Linked DNA regions of Oryctolagus cuniculus: region 2 is linked to region 1. A link is a contact called in public Hi-C data. All regions are on one chromosome and are shown on one strand. The core of a region is the stretch at or near the end of the contact, and the rest is flanking DNA. Distances in the headings are between cores, read along the strand shown. Region 1 holds the start of FERMT2 (FERM domain containing kindlin 2). Region 2 overlaps FERMT2 (FERM domain containing kindlin 2).

Evidence for each region. A called contact is a pair of places that touch in the nucleus more often than the background predicts.
Region 2: a Hi-C map of embryonic fibroblasts shows a contact between it and region 1, with 2.2 times the contacts expected there. The contact joins the enhancer-like site here to the promoter of FERMT2 in region 1. A contact is called at or near these places in 3 of 6 Hi-C or Micro-C datasets (ear pinna, embryonic fibroblasts and psoas muscle).

What each region holds. Positions count from the first base shown.
Region 1 is chr12:23,418,713-23,422,243 of mOryCun1.1, forward strand. It overlaps FERMT2 (FERM domain containing kindlin 2), which reads left to right and starts at 1,773. Exons shown (of 15, transcript XM_051822203.2): 1 at 1,773-2,065; 2 at 2,443-2,608. The coding sequence starts at 2,452.
Region 2 is chr12:23,467,808-23,471,338 of mOryCun1.1, forward strand. All of the region lies in intron 3 of FERMT2 (FERM domain containing kindlin 2), which reads left to right. Among named protein-coding and RNA genes, the nearest start is that of FERMT2, 49 kb to the left of the region's middle. Within about 2 kb of position 1,589, at least 2 of the 8 cell types and tissues checked have an H3K27ac peak or open chromatin away from gene starts, as enhancers often do.

The DNA of each region.
Region 1 (3,531 bases), core at 523-3,022:
GACAGACAGGCTGTCTGACATTTGTGTTGATTTGATACCAGCATGTTTTCCATGTTCTTTGTGCCAAGCTACTTGGATATTTGCAGACAGTGCAAAAATTTGAAGTCCTTGCTCTCAACTCGAGTTTTATTTTGGGGCTACTAACCCACAAAAGGAAATCCCCGAAATTCCTGTCCAGCGGCTGCTGCAAGCATCTATCCTCGTGAGTGTCTACAAAGACGCTGCGATGCTGCCTCCAGTTCTAGGTATGACCTGGATGCAAAGTCAGGTGGTTTGTAGCAAATAAATAGCAGTACCAAGTGGGCTCAGCTTCTGAACAGTTTTGCTGTATTTCCCTGCTGCCTTTTTCTTTTGAATATATTTGCTCTCGATTTTACAGTCGCATGTAGTTTTTTTTTTTTTAAACCCTCGCAAGGCATTTTCTATTTTATTAAAAACATTTTCCTGTTTATTTTCAACAGCACAATTCACATAAACACTCCCTCCTTATCGCTTCCAAAGGAAGGATCTGGAACATCCTTCAGTAGAAATAACCGGGGAGTGCAGGGGCAGAGCCTGCAGGCATGTCTCTCCATGACGACGACGCTGTAACCCCACAGTGGTTCCCTCTACTTTTTGGTGACAAACCTCTGGCATCCGACTCAGCATCGCTGCGTTCACTCCTTTTTGGGTTCCAGTCCTTTCTCAAGGCTCTCACCTCCTGGCCCAGAGGTGTCGATGAACCAAAGTGTGTTTTGTTTTTGTCTGGCGGGTTTCCCTTCGAAGTGTTTGGAAAGCCATGAGGCTTTGCAAACCGGGAGCCTTCGTAGCGGATCTTACCCGAGGCTTCCTGACCTATATATTTTGAGCCGTGCACTGGCCAGCGAAGCGGTTTCCCTGGTTCGCTGTTTGTGCACAGAGTTCCCTCGGGATCGAGGTCGGCACAGGGGGCAGGGGGAGGCAGGGAGGCCGGAGGCCGGCGTTGCACCTTCCGTGCAGTCTTCCCTGGCCCTGCAGGAGCCACCGCAGGGCCTTCGCGGTGCGGTGCAGGACCCATCTTCGTAACAGGCGGCTGGTTCTCAAGCTGTCCAGATTCGCACCGGAGACTGGACAGGCCGGGGACACGCTTTGGCACCAAGGGTTTTCCCTGCCCTCAGCCCGAGCGAGGGGGCCCGCCCGCCACTCGCCCCGGGCTGCAGCTTCCCAATGGGTTAAGGCCTCGTGCAAACTCCCGGGGTCCCGTGGGAGTCGCTGACCGTGCCGGTCACCCATGGCACAGCGACGTTTGTGGCTCGCCTCCCCCACCCCGGGTTTTCTCCTCCTGTCGCGGCATGTTCGTGGAGCCGGCTTGGGCGCTCACTTTTTAAAGTTTTTACATCCCCAACTCGGCCCGCCGGCTCCAGGGAAGCGGCGCCCCTCACCGCCCCGGGACTCTGGGGCGCGTTCCAGGCCTGGGGAGGAAGCGGCAGGACTTTGTTCCCCGAAATCTGACGGCTCTGGGGATTCCCTGCGGCCACTTCGCCGCGCCGAGCCCCATCCTCCGGGCGGCCGCCGGCTCCCTCACGCCGCGGCCTCCGGCTGGCGGAGGAGCGGCCCGGACTCCCCCTCCTCAGGTCCCGCCGCCGAGAGCCCGGATGTTGGATTCCATCCCTGCGCCTGGTCCTTCATTTCCATAAAAGGGCAGCGCTCGGCGGGGCTGAGGTTGCCACCGCCGCCGCCGGCGCCCCCCGCCGCCCCCCGCCGCCCCGCCCCCAGCCCGGAGTCCGCGGCCCCCGCCCGGAGCGCAGCCGCGGGGAGGGCTGTGGAGGGGCCGAGGTCGGCCCCAGGCGCTCCGGGCCGCTCTGCGGGGCGGAGGAGGAGGAGGAGGAGGAGGAGGGAGCCGGCGAGCCCAGCCCGGACCGGACGGGCTGAGGGGGCGGGGAGAGAGGGGTGGAGCGCGCGGAGCCAGGCTGGGGGCCGCGGCGCCGGGACTCCATTAGCGGCTCCGGCCAGGAGGCAGAGCTGAGCCGGCTGCGGAGCGGGACGCGGACGCCGCCCCCGCGCCTGTTGCGGGCGAGCCCCGGGCCGGGTGCGCGAGGAGCGCGCGGTGAGGGGCCTGGACGGGGCTGCAATCTGCTGGGGAGCGCGGGTGGGGACGAAGACTGTGGAGCCCCCGGGCAGCGTCTCCCCGGGCCGGGCGCGGCCGGGCGCGGCCGGGCGGCAGGCAGGGGACGCCGCTGCGCTCCGCTAGGCGGGGGCGGCGTGGGGCGGGCGGGGCCGCGGCCGCTCGGGGCCGGGGCGGGAGCGCGGAGCGCCCAGTGCGGCTCCGCGGTGCTCCCGAGTTTGCGCGGGAGCCCCCCACCCCACCCCCAACACCGGGTCCTCCGGCTTCCCCAGCCCGGCGGCCGACGCCGCGAGCACGGTGGGCTTTGCCTTCGTTTGGGGGAGTGACGCTTACGAGAGCCATTTCCTCCGCGCGCGCAGGAAGGAGCCATGGCTCTGGACGGGATAAGGATGCCAGATGGCTGCTACGCGGACGGGACGTGGGAGCTGAGTGTGCATGTGACGGACCTGAACCGCGATGTCACCCTGAGAGTGACCGGAGAGGTGCACATCGGAGGGGTGATGCTGAAGTTGGTGGAAAAGCTGGGTGAGTAGCATCCCGGAGGCGTCCGGGAAGCGACTGGCGGGGTGGGGGAGGGGTGGGAGGGAGGCGGCGCGGGGGGGAGGGGCGGGTGTGGAAATCTTGGCGTCTCTTGGATACTTAAAAAAAAAAAAAAGTGAGATCTGTCAATATTTAAGCGAACCGACGCGGTTCCCTTGGCGTTTTGTTTGGCTAGCTCTGAATTTTCGGAATGTGGTGCTTGGAGCCCCTACTTAGAGACTTCATTGCGTAGTTGGGCTGGGGGCGGGGAGCTCCTTGATTCTTTGCATTCGCCGGCTTCACGTGGAAAGAAATGGGCAGGGTCTGCAGGGTGGCGGTGCGGGGCGTGTGGTTACCCATGTCTGGCGTGTTGGCGACGCTTGGCATCGGGAGTAACGCGAAATCCACGTTAGAAAGCCGCCCCCCACCCGGGGAGATAGGCGGGTGCTGGCGTCGCTGGGCAGTGGCGGTGGCCCGGCCGGCCGTGCGCCCCTGCGAGGGGTGGGCAGCGGCCGAGCGACTTGGAGTCCCCACCCGGTGCTCCAGCGCGGCTATTCGGAGCATTCGGTTTTACATTAACGAGCCAGTGGGAGAACCGTGTTCAGAAGCAGACGGGAAGGCTGCTTGGGGGTTGACAGTGTTCGCCCGAGTCCAGTCCCTACCGGGTGGCCCAGGTTGAAGGCAGGGTCTCTGACAGCATGAAACTGGAGGAGGTTTCCCAGTGCACGTTCTGTCTGCCATGAAGGAAACCGTTTTCCGCGGTAGCTAAACAGCTGGTGTTCAGAAGAGACTTCCCCAGTTTTCCATATCATGCACTTGTGGTCAGGTCTTTGTAGGTTGGGTTTTTCACTTTGAGGGTGTGTGTTTTTGTGTTTTTGGCTTTTTTTTTTTTTTCTAAACCACACTGCCAAAGTGGAGAAGCATTGATT
Region 2 (3,531 bases), core at 339-2,838, 49 kb after region 1:
TTTTTGTCTAATAATGGAGTGGACTGCGGTTTTTCATGAGCTGTGGTCTGTGTTTTCGGTGTTTGATCATGCCTGGTGGCATGGAACAGTGAATCGTGTGTTCCCCTTGATGGCTACTACAAGCACCTTGGTATTCTCTCTCTCTCCACATTGTATAACCTTTACTGTTTCTTCTATCTGGTTTCTGTCTCAAAATTTTTCTGACTTTTTTTTATCTAATATCCCCCCCACACCTTTTATCCTTTAGATTTATGTTTTATTTCTTTATCTTTTGCGTGATTTTAAAAGGGAGTGAAAGAAAATAAACACAAGAGCCCAATGTACTTGTTTAATCAAATTCAAGGAGGGTTTTTTAAAACTTAAGTGTTACCTTCTCCGAGAATCCTTTGCACTGAAGCGGCGCCCCTGCTTTGGCTCTCACCCTGTTTATGTCGTTTGTCGCCCTAGATCAGCAATCCGTCCTGCGTGCCACCATCCTATCGACTATAACAAATGTTACGTGCATTGCTGTGTACACAGTGGGTCTTTTGGTTAGGAAGAGGCTCTGGCACACTGCTCTCTTTGTGCAGTGCCTCGTAAGCTCTAGCTTATTTTTTTTAATGAACTGCACAATTTAGCATAAAGGGATGGCACTATTTATTAATATGTCCACATACGGTTTTCATGTCTCATTGACCTTTTGGAGTTTTGCAGTAGTGTCAATCTTTTTAGTTAGACAGTGTTCCAGCCCCAGTCTTGTTCACATGATTCAGATGCCTAACATCACTGGCTTAGTTCCCTCTTGATATAAGACTTAGAGTAAATCAGTAAGTCCTAAATTCCTATCAGTCGAATCGTTAGTAACTTATGTGTAGGGATAGGTTGACTCTACTGTTTTGTTATTCAGTGAATTAAAAACACTTATTCACACTTCATGCACAGTCACCAGCTATTTTCAGTATAGAGCTATCAACCACTCCCCCTGCCTGCAGTACTAGTTCTTATGAAATAGGAATCAGGACTTTTTAAAAACAAGAGCCCTGAGCTACCAAGAATATCTGAGAGTGTGTCCCAAGCATGTGTTTTTTAATGCTAGTATTACGATTGACTTCATAAACAATTCTCATGGGCCCATTTAGTTAGTAGTGGTCTCATATACTTAGACTGCAAAGCTGGTTAACAATATTCATTCTTCTAGTTATGAATAACTGGCTTGTGAGCTGGACAGGAAGTGACCTAGGAACAAAAATGTCAAAGTGTTGAGTCATGTAGTACAGGGATTCCTAAGCCTAGTGAGCATAACGGAAACACTTGTAAGGACTTCTCGTATTACACACGCTTGCTTCTTTTTCTCCCACTAGCCGGTGACTGGTGAGTTGTAATAGAAGCATGATAGATGTCTCAGTTGTGATCATTTTATATCCTTCCGTATTTTTAGGGTTTTCACCCTGTACTACCAAATTATTTTTTTTTAAATAGAACAAAAGACAAAGATTTTGCATCCACTGTAGTGTTTGCTACCCAAATGGCCACAAGAGCCAGATTTTGGCCAGGCCAAAGCCAGGAGGCAGAAACTCAGGTGCAGGTCTCCCTTACACTGGCAGGAGACTAAGTACTTGCCATCTTCGAGTACCTTTCTAGGCACATTAGCAGGAAGCTGGATTGGAAGCAGAGCAACTAGGACTCAAACCAGTACACAGATATGGGACGCAGGCATCACAAGCTGTGGCTAAACCTGCTGTGCCACAACGCCACCTCTTCTAATGCCTTTTTTTTCCTTCTACCATGGTAGTGATGGCAGTGAAAGCTGAGGGAACACAGGATTTATTTATTTCAAAGGCAGAGTTACAGAGAGGCAGAGAGAAAGTCTTCCGTCTTCTGGTTCACTCCCCAAATGGCCGCAACGACTGGAGTAGCGCTGAACCAAAACCAGGAGCCAGGACTTCTTCCAGGTCTCCCATGCCTGTGCAGGGGCCCAAGGACTTAGGCCATCTTTGTATGCTTTCCCTGGCCATAGCAGAGAGCTGGATTGGAAGTAGAGCCCCCAGGACTCGAACCAGTGCCCATATGGGATGCTGGCACTGTATACAGTGTCTTTACCCACTACGCTACAGTGCTGGCCCCAAGCATTTCTTTTTAATGTGATTTTGCATAGTATTTAAGATATGCTTACCTTAAGTTTATTAATAGTCAAAAAGTAGTTATATTTACCTATTCTGTGATCACACATCTGTATAGAATAACTTTTCTGTTAATTCCATTTTCAGGTGTCAAACACCACATCAAAAATAGTCTGTAAAGTACAAAACAAAACAAAATCCTAAGGCATGCTAGAATTTTCTTAGTAGTAACATTCAGATAACCAGCAGAAACACAAAAAGGCCATATAGTTACTAAAGTAATTTGTTTTTGATTTCTTATTTAAACATGGGACAGTGTGTGTATAAATTTTTTGTAAAGATTTATTTATTTGAAGGGAAGAGACAGAGAAAGAGATCTTCCATTGACTGATTCACTTCCCAGATGACCTCAGTGGCTGGATCTAGACCAGGCTGGAGGCAGGAGCTTCTTCCAGGTTATCGACAAGGGTGGCAGGGGCCAGGCACCTGAGCCGTCTTTGGCTACTGTTCCCGGGACGTTAAGAGGATCAGAGGTGGAGCAGTCAGGACATGAATCAGCACCCACATGGGATGCTGGCACCATGCATGGTGGCCCAATCCACTGTATCACAGCACCAGTCCCAGAATAAAAAAAAATTTTTTAAATCCAGTGTAAAGTGTGTGGGGTGTTGTGATGTTTGGCCACTGATTTATGTCCGGGCTGCTCCACTTCCTATCCAGCTTCCTGTTAATGCACCTGGGAAAACAGTGGAAGATAGCCCAAGTGGGCCTCTGACAACCTCTTGGGAGACCAGAGAGAAGCTCCTGGCTCTTGGCTTCGGCCTAGCCATTGTAGTCATCTGGGAAGTGAATCAGTGGATGGAAGATACCTCCCTCTCCCTGGCCCTTGCCCTCGCCCCCTCCCCTTCCCCTTCCCCCTCCCGCAGCACCAGCCCCTACAAATAAATCTTTTTAAAATAAAGTCTCATGTGGTTTGCTGTAGTTACTCCCATGCAGACTGATTTTGCACTGAAAAAATCTGATAGAAAACGAGCAAAGGAAAGACATACATGTGACTAAAAACATGGTAAGATATACATCACTACTAATGAAAGATGTAAATTAAAACAAGATGAAAATATGATTTTTCAAATAAGCAGAGCTTTAGAAAATGGACACAGGGGCACGCATTTGGAGCACTAGTTAAAACACTGCTTGGAGGCCGGCGCTACAGCTCACTAGGCTAATCCTCCACCTGTGGCGCCAGTACTCCAGTTTCTAGTCCCGGTTGGGGCGCCGGTTCTGTCCCAGTTGCTTCTCTTCCAGTCCAGCTCTCTGCTGTGGCCTGGGAAGGCAGTGGAGGATGGCCCAAGTGCTTGGGCTCTGCACCAGCATGGGAGACCAGGAGGAAGCACCTGGCTCCTGGCTTCGGATTGGCACAGCACACCGGCCG